Linked DNA regions of Mus musculus: all the other regions are linked to region 2. The links are chromatin contacts, called in public Hi-C maps. All regions are on one chromosome and are shown on one strand. The core of a region is the stretch at or near the end of the contact, and the rest is flanking DNA. Distances in the headings are between cores, read along the strand shown. Region 1 overlaps Rad51b (RAD51 paralog B). Region 2 overlaps Rad51b (RAD51 paralog B). Region 3 overlaps Rad51b (RAD51 paralog B).

Region 1 (2,822 bases), core at 78-2,577, 230 kb after region 2:
TTGAAAACCCATTTGAACACGAACTTTAAAACTAACTATTGGCCCAGGGTTGCATATTAATCATGCAGCTCAGAGACCAAAGGGTCTGGCCTGCCTTTGTGCTGCTCCCATGATGGGTTTGGGGATCACTCCATAACTAGATAACTCCCAAATCTTACAGAAAGAACGTGAGGCCCGAATCTCTCCATATTAGAATGAGGGGGCATCAACAACTATATGTAAGGGCCTTCCAAGCCTGCTGATTATGAAAAACGTACAATTATGAGAGAAGCAGAGAAAACAAAAAGCAGGAGAATGCACAGCGAAATGAAAGCAGACGCTGAGTGTCAGAGAACCGGAGGGAAACAGAGCAAGGACAGCTCCGGACACGTGTGTGATGTAATCACCTTCCGAAGGCAGCCTTCTGGTATCATGCAAATGCATCACCAACTTAATGCCACCCAATATATTCCTGAGCTGAAATTCAAAGGAGAGTGTTTGTAAATGCAAGCGAGAGTCTGTCGAACCCCAGACATCTGAAAACAATGTGAGTTTTGGCATGTTTTGCCAAGTACAAAAAAGCAATGGCTACCTGTTTGGGAACGGCTATGTCTCTTGGTTCCTTTTCACTCGTGTGTCTGTCAAAGACCAAGAACCACCAACCAGAGAACTGATAAAGCAGAAGCTCTGGGGCAGCGACTTCCATCTGCTGGGCTCCCTCAGAAGAGCCACACTGTTGGAAGAGCCACACTGTTGGAAGAGTCAGTCACACTGTTGGAAGAGTCAGTCACACTGTTGGAAGAGTCAGTCACACTGTTGGAAGAGCCACACTGTTGGAAGATTTTTTTGCCCCCATTCAAAGAGCATTTTCGCCTCAGGATTACCTCTCCTCCTGCAGGGCTCACCCACAGTCTCACTCTTGTGGTTATTGGAGCAAATCACTGGTGCTGAGAAGGTGGCTTCCTCCATCTTAACAAAACCATTCAAGCCCTAGAGTCAGTTAATCCCTGGAAGGCCTTACAATTCCATTCCCTGACATGTTTGATAAATATGGAAATTGTAAAAATGTTCTGACTTGTTAAAAATGTTTTCAGCCTTCTTAAAGAACGCTTTGGCCCCAACATGCACAAAACGCTGGCTTGGCATGCCTGGAAGCCTCCATCACCTTCTCTATTGTGTATACATTGACAAGCCCTGAAGCATAAATAAGTCACACTTCACAAAGAAATGTTTATTCTATGCTCTCAAGGGGGCTCTCCTTTCTCAAGGAAACAAAAGTAAAGCGGAGAAGAGGGAAGAGGGTGTGTACTAAAAAATGTGGTGGAAAGAGAAAAAACTCACTTCTAAATGATTGCGAAATTGAAGACCATTAAAAAGAAGTCTGGGCTTAGGAGAGGGGTGTGTCGGAGTTGGCTAATAAACAAACCTCTCGAAAATGACTGTGGTAAGAAACAACTAGACTTCTTTGTTTCTTGCTTTACAAAATGTAATGAATAATAAGGGGTTTTTACTCCACTGTTCTGACGATGAATACAGTTTTTCTTTCAGTGCTTTCTTTAATTCAAAAGAGTTAACTCCCCTTTAATTCCATTCAAACTTTAAAGCATGAAATACAACATATATGACTACTATCTACTATAAATATTACAATTCTGGCCACCAATGTCCAAGAAACCAAGCCCTGGTCTCAGGAATAGGCCTGATTTCTATTCTCAAATACCTAATCATTCCTGAGCTAGAACAAACAAATACATAGCAAAAAAGAGGGACTCTGATGGTACAAACCTAGTACAGTGCCTACAAACCCTGGGTATACAGGATTCAAAAGAAAACAATGAGGAGAACACAAAGACAATACACAGATAGAATCCTGATGAAGCACCAGAATCCTGTAGAAACGGTAACCAGCAGCATCCATCACAGACCCTCAGCCTTCTAATGCCCAACACAATGACTGCTTCCAGAAGATCCCCATTAGTGGTTCTAACCATCGAATTCCTCAACCTCTGACCATTTCCAGAAGACAGCATTTACAGGGCCTTCCAAGCCTGCTGATTATGTAAAACATGCAATTATGAGAGAAGCGGAGAAAGCAAAAGGCAGAAGGATGCATAGCAAAATGAAAGCAGGCACTGGGTGCCAGAGAACAGGAGGGAAACAGAGCAAGGGCAGCTGAGGATGACCTGTGTACTATCAAACCTTTCAAGAGGGCAGGGTTTGCTCAGAGGTAGGATACCACCTGCCTTCTGTACACGGTCTTGTATTCAATACCCAAGCATACAAAATAATAACGGTAATAATCTAAGCTGCCCGAAACACACCCTTAATGTATCTCTTTTATGTGTAGCTGAAGACTTGTTCTTGCTGATGACTTAAAAGAAAATGAGAACAAATGTGTGCCAAAACTCCATTCATTCCATCGCTTTTAGGATGGCCCACGTTGTTCATGGCTAGAAAGTAGCTTTTAATCATGGAGAAACTATATTCTCATTTTTGTGATATTCATAAGATAATTAGAATATAAATATGACATTTGTTTGTTTAATATACATTAACATTTCCACCATTACTCTGAAGACTAAAGAACAAAATAATAGATCCTGATTTCAGCACACTGATTTCCACAATATAATTACTTCTGCCAAGGTTTATTAAAATGAAAACATGTCCTTGAACATGAAGCTGTGTAGAAAAGCAGAGTTATAAATACCATTATGTAGTATTTCCAGTAATTGATACCCACAATAGACAAAAATGACTTCAAATGAACAAGTCTAAATAAGATGTAGGAAGATAGTTACAAAATATTGATTATAGAGCACTATTTAGAATATCATATAGAT
Region 2 (3,019 bases), core at 52-2,551:
GCAGAGCTCCAATCTTGCTACTACACAACAATGTCACCTACCAACCATGCCCCAGTGTATGGGGACTTGGGTCAGTTCTGCTCAAATCCTAGGTCAGAATAGGATAGGCATTTATGGGCAGCTAGGTCATTAGACCCCTTCCCTAATGACCAATACGAGGAAAGAGAGTCCCTGTGACTGAGGCCCAGCAACCCAGGGTCTCTTCTGAGTTGCCGCAAGGAAGAACTACAAGAGCTAAGAATCAGAAGAGTTGCAATAACTGTTGAATGATTTCTGATAGTATGTATATCAGGATTTTCACCATTAAAACAATTATCTGGAAAAGTTGCTTTGAATGACACTACCTACTCAGGTCTAGAATTATGGAAAACATAAAACAATAAATATTGTTATTTTTTTTAAACTTGGTCTCATTTGTGAAATGATGGGCTGGACAAATAGAACAACCATGAAGTCTTTTCCAGCCCTGATATTATTGTAAGACAGTAGGGGGTCTAAAGAGCAACCAACTGGTGGGATTTTAACTCTACTGTACAGAGTCAGGCAAATGACCTCATTGTTGAGGCTGCTCTAGTTAGCAAAGACACTTTGGCAGGCTTGACACACACCCCTCTTTCTATATTGCTTCTTTCTTATTCCGTATTCATTTCTGGGGCTGTCTGTCCCTTATTCTCTTTGTGTCTCTTCCATATGAACATATAGCCAATCAGAAGTGTATGCAACCCAGAGAGAGTGAGAAACACCCTGGGCTGGGATGACTTTGCATGGACCCTGAATGTTCTATTTTCTTGAATCAATGAGGGTAGTTCATGAAAGGCAGGCTGCAAAAACGCCAAGTAACTGAATGTGTCCTCTTATTCCTTCCTAAGACACAAGCTGTGTAGGGCAGGAATCGGTTGGGAAAGGCGTCGGCCTATGGAGTCCACTCCTTCCTTCTTTGGCCATCCCACCTCAGAGCTGTTAAGTCAACACTGGAATGAAACTGCAATGCAGGGACTCATATTGGGGACCCAAACTGTGAACACTAGGTGTGCTTAATCCAGACAACAACCCAGGCACAAATTGAATAAGGCAGAGGCAGCAATGCCAAAACAAAGAACTCTCAACTCTACAAACACTGGGAGGGCAACAGCTGGTCAGCTGAGATTAAAGGAGCACAGAGTGCCTCCCATCTCCTGACTTCTCCTCCCCCATAGCCATCCTTGTAGCCAGCCAGGACTTACTTTTATAGCCCTGTGCAGATGACCTTGTTCCAGCTAAGATAGGGGCTCCTTTGATCTCAGCAGGGGATGCTCTGGGCTTGCAGCTGGCAGATATTAATAGCACAGGATCAGCTTGGGCAGAAGAGACGGCTCAGTTGGACCAGGTCACTTGTATTCCCTTCTCTGCAGCAGAGCAGAAGGGACTTCATTTCCCGGATCAACCCCTGCTGGGTGCTTCTCTCAGGTCAACCCAGATCATTTTATTGCTGGCTGCTCTTGGCTGCATGCTCTCACCCCACAACTGTTTTCAAGTGAACACTGTTTAAGCAAGGGCCTCTGTTCTGCAGCTGAAATCCATTACAGGTTTACTCTGTGAAACAGAAGAGCCACCCGTGGCTGGGTGCTGCCCATCTGCAGACCCACCTCACCCTGTCAGGACTGAAAAAGACTCAAGCAATCGCTCACTTCTTCAAACTAACATCAGGCAGAAGAAGAAACTGAGGTCCAAAGTGATGAAAAGACTTGCCCATCGTCATTAGTTAGCGCATAGGCAAAGGTGACCAAATAAAGGACTGAAACCACAAGCATTTTGTGCCATGTATTTCTCCTCTCTCTCTCTCATAGGAACTTAGGGACCATTGCAATATATTTGATCAGGAATGAATGTTCTAAGAAATGACCCCCACCTCTTTGTCTGAAGTTCTCGGGACGGAATGTTGTTGTTTCAAGAGTATTAGGCAAGTGTTTTCCCCAGCCAAAATCTGTTCATTTTAACTTACTGGTAAATGACCCCATTTTAGACTTTGGTTAAAACACTCCCACATCCTCTTTACCTATTTAGCTATACAAGCAAAATACCTTAAAAAACAAAACAAACAAACAAACAAACAAAACCCCAACTGCTTCAATCGCCATTAGGGCTTCATAGTCAGGAACAGCTAGTTACCTAAGGATGAGCTAGGAACTTCCTTTGCTGCTATCATTTTCCTGTTGCCATTACACTAGAGTCCAAAGCCATTTCTTCCCCTGCCATTTCATTCCACTTTGCTTAATATAAAGCAGGATTCTGGGAACTTGTTTCCAAATAAAGAAGAAAGATAATCTTCCAATTTCCTCAGAGCTGAACAAGTGTGTGTGTGCATGTATGGTATGTGAGTGTGCTTGTGTGTAGTGTATATATGGTATATGTATATTTTGTGTGTGGGTATGATGTGTGCAGGTATGGTTTATGAGTGTGTTTGTGTATTGTGTGTATATGGTATATGTATAAGGTATGTATCTGTGTGTCATGTGTGCATGTATTGTTCCTGAATGTGTTTGTGTGTAGTGTGTATATAGTATATGTATATGGGGTATGTATGTGTGTGTGTAATATGTGCATGTATTGTTTGTGAGTGTGTTTGTATATAGTGTGTATATGATATATATGTTTTGAGTGTGTGTGATGTGTGCATGTATGGTTTGTTGAGTGTGTTTGTATGTAGTGCATATATTGTTTGCGTGATGTGTGCATGTATAGTATTTGAATGTGTTTGTGTATATTGTATATATGGTGCATATGGTATGTGTGTGTATATGTAGTCATAATGATTTTTAATGACATACATAGGCAGAGTACTGGTCACTATCTTCTGTGGTATTCACTTAATATCTACTTACTGCTCACAGTATGCCTATAACCTTTGTTGGTCACTGACATAAAGCATGAACACAAAAAGAATACAGCATAGTGTGTGTCTCTGAGAATCCGGGAGTTTAAAGCTTGTTATATATTTCAGTGGTAAAGGCCTTGCCATTATAACATGCATGTAGTCCTA
Region 3 (3,013 bases), core at 432-2,931, 210 kb after region 2:
GCACTGTGCCAGCCCCCTGCCAGGTCACTAATGAAGATGGAGAACTATGAGCGCACCCAAATAAAACACAGGAAAGGGCGAAAAAGGACTCCGAGTTGCATCTATTCCCTTTATTCCAGAGAAGCAACCTTTTCTGTACCCAGGGACTAATGAGTCGTGAACAGGAGTGGGAACAAGTCACACGGTGCGTTTACCAGGAGGGACATCATCGCCTGGCTTTTGTGCTCAGTCCCCAGTTCAGTTTTCAGAGCATTTCCCAGCAAGCACCAAAAGCAATGTGAACAAAGGAAACAACAGTTAGATACTTGAACTGTCTCCATTCATAGACTAGAGAATCACGTCTGGCGCTTCCACACTGGAGTGCTGGGGAGGCCAGGCAGAGGGTACAGGTAAGAGGGCCCAGGAAATCAAAGGGGAAGGTTCGTAAAAGAGCATATGACAGCGAGACAACTTTGGAAACTTTTTCTCAGGGTTATTCTGAAAGTTCCGTCCTTTCTGAAAGACATGAACAACTGGCTTTTCAGCAAAGTTTTAAAAGAACAGAAACACAGCTGAAGTAGCTCCTTGATTTTCCATCCTCGCCACTTAATTAGGAAGGGCATTTATGATGTTCAAGGTTTTAATTGCTTTTGCCCCTCCTCAGGCCCCTTCTTCAGTTACACCCACAGAGCAATTGAACCAGAGCCAGACATTTGAACTTCTCTCAAGAAGGAAACACACACACACACACACACACACACACACACACACAGCAGCACAATTACCCTAGACAGTATTCTCTGACTTCATCTCTCCCATCCCTCTCTAGCTATCTGTCCCCATCCCCTCTCAATAAGATAAATGAATGTAATAAAGAAATGGAAAACATCGTGAGAATAACATCTTTGTTAATATAAGGCAGGCTGGCTGCAGGTGAGCCGCAGGTAGGTTCTGTGACATCTGAGAAGTCTCCTAGAACTCTAAACTACAAGTGGGCCCCATCCCCTAACCTGACCCACAGTCCTAGTGCAGCATTCTAGCATACGCCTGATATCCCACACAGAACCATGAAATCTGGAGACCAATGGCTTCCAGGACATCCAGAAATTATGTAGACTGTGGTACAAGTCCTGAGTCTTAAGAAAACCCCAGACCTAACATTCCCTCCAAAGGTCCCCAAATTAGAAGCCAATCATAGCAATAAAATGTGGACCTTCCTCATCCCCCAAAAGTCTCTGGTTTGTAGAGCATCCGTCCTAAAATTCACCCTTCTCCCTATGCTCTGGACTCATCCTGCCTCAAGCTGCCCATCCCCATTTTCTCTTCTCCTCTAAGAATTTCTGTCTCCTTGACTTCATCCTGCCATCACTTGAATGTATTCAAGGCCACAAGTCCTCCCTTAACCCGTCCCTTCACATGCTGCCCTCCATCTTTCTTCCATAGGCAAACCATACAAGAACAGACCCTGCACCCACTATGTCCACCCACCACCCTCCACTTACTCACCTTTAACCAAATTTACCAAATCCTCACAACCACCATATTATCAAAAAGGCTCTTGAAAAGCTGCTAATGCTTTCTAAGTTGTAAAACCACCTTCTTACTTTTCATCTCACTTCACTTCTCAGAGGAGTGGGTGGGGCCACCAAATATGTCTAGAGTAATTGTTCTCAGGTAGAGATGATTTTCGTCTCCCAGTGGGGTGCCGTTACTGCCATCCAGTGGGCAGAAGCCAAGAAGGCTGCTAAACACCAGAACAGACCCTCTAAGGAACAATCCAGTCGAACATGCCAATGGCACCACACTCTGTAGCTACAAAATCAAGGCACTGTCATGGTAACTATATTTCAAAATGTCACTCAACAACCTGTGTGTGCTGGCACATGCTTATATTCCTAGTGCTTGGGCGATTCATGCAAGAGGATCACAAGTTTGAGACCAGAGTGGGCTACATTGTAAGACTCTGTCTCATAATAAACAGAAGTGTTACAGGGCATAATCACGGGACAGCAAACCTGTTTTTTTCCCGTGCAGGAGGAAAACTGACCGCTCCTCTTTTCAGAGTGAAGGCTGATGACTTTCTCCAAGGTCAGAGGACGACAAGAAAAATTAAATAATGACTTAGAGCTTACACAGTCAGAATAAAGAAGGGTGCAGCAGTGTCTGACAATAGATTCCTTGTGGACCGCTCCTCTCTTCCTCACCACCAGACTAAACACAGTAACAAAGATCTCAGAAGGCACACAGACACCTGTGATGTTTTCTCACTGCCCCTCACACCTTGTGATAACACAAAGACTTCCTTCTGCTTGCTCCCATCTCATTTAGTGTTTTTATTTTCTAAACTACCATAGGGCTAAGGAGTAAACATCATTATCTGTGGCACTTCGTAGGCTCCCTTTCCCCGAGATTAAAACTAAGTATGTGGAACTTTATGCTTTCCTGAAGAAACAAAAAACAAAACAAAAATCCTAAATCCAAATTCTCCTTTCATGCTGCTTTTCTCTGTGACAAAAGAAAAAATAAATTCTGTCTAAAACGACTGCCGCCATCCTAGTATCTTGCCAAGTTGTATCAACCCTATGCGTTTTTTTTCTATTAGTTTTATTTCTAAATACTACACTTTAAGAAATAAAGCTCTTGGTACAAAATAAGAGTGCGGTAAGAGAGCAGGAGTTCAAGTACAGTAAGCAGGGCAAACTCGGTGGCCCAGCATCACAACCTCCCCTGCTGATTGTGCCTTTGGCGCTTCCTGCACAGGGCATGGGCAGCTCTGTTCCATGTCTGTGTGGTCTGACTAGTAGGTCCAATCACTGCCTTAAGAATGCTGGTTATGAAATATGCCAGCCGTGTCCTGTGCAGCACTGTTACATAAGTGGAATAATCTCAGGGTTGAAGTCAGAGTTCTGCTGTTTTGACAGTCTGTAGCCAGCTTACCCTGTAACTGAGGTGGCTCATGATTTGTCACTGATCAGCTCTACCTAATCAATGATAGCTTCCTTCTCATCACTTGCATCTCACCCAGTGAGGGTTG

What was found. A called contact is a pair of places that touch in the nucleus more often than the background predicts.
Region 1: a Hi-C map of uterus shows a contact between it and region 2, with 1.9 times the contacts expected there. The contact joins two enhancer-like sites. A contact is called at or near these places in 3 of 484 Hi-C or Micro-C datasets (CD8 T cells, nephron progenitors and uterus) and 1 of 115 datasets of contacts at active chromatin or transcription factors (CD8 T cells).
Region 3: a contact with region 2 is called in a Hi-C map of uterus, with 2.4 times the contacts expected there. The contact joins two enhancer-like sites. A contact is called at or near these places in 2 of 484 Hi-C or Micro-C datasets (nephron progenitors and uterus) and 1 of 115 datasets of contacts at active chromatin or transcription factors (CD8 T cells).

Annotation. Positions count from the first base shown.
Region 1 is chr12:79,432,351-79,435,172 of GRCm38.p6, reverse strand. The region is part of intron 7 of Rad51b (RAD51 paralog B); the gene reads right to left. Among named protein-coding and RNA genes, the nearest start is that of Rad51b, 140 kb to the right of the region's middle. Within about 2 kb of position 1,327, at least 33 of the 459 cell types and tissues checked have an H3K27ac peak or open chromatin away from gene starts, as enhancers often do. A contact at or near this core is called in uterus, where this site is marked.
Region 2 is chr12:79,659,718-79,662,736 of GRCm38.p6, reverse strand. All of the region lies in intron 8 of Rad51b (RAD51 paralog B), which reads right to left. Among named protein-coding and RNA genes, the nearest start is that of Gm36048, 140 kb to the left of the region's middle. Within about 2 kb of position 1,301, at least 62 of the 459 cell types and tissues checked have an H3K27ac peak or open chromatin away from gene starts, as enhancers often do. A contact at or near this core is called in uterus, where this site is marked.
Region 3 is chr12:79,452,904-79,455,916 of GRCm38.p6, reverse strand. All of the region lies in intron 7 of Rad51b (RAD51 paralog B), which reads right to left. Among named protein-coding and RNA genes, the nearest start is that of Rad51b, 160 kb to the right of the region's middle. Within about 2 kb of position 1,681, at least 21 of the 459 cell types and tissues checked have an H3K27ac peak or open chromatin away from gene starts, as enhancers often do. A contact at or near this core is called in uterus, where this site is marked.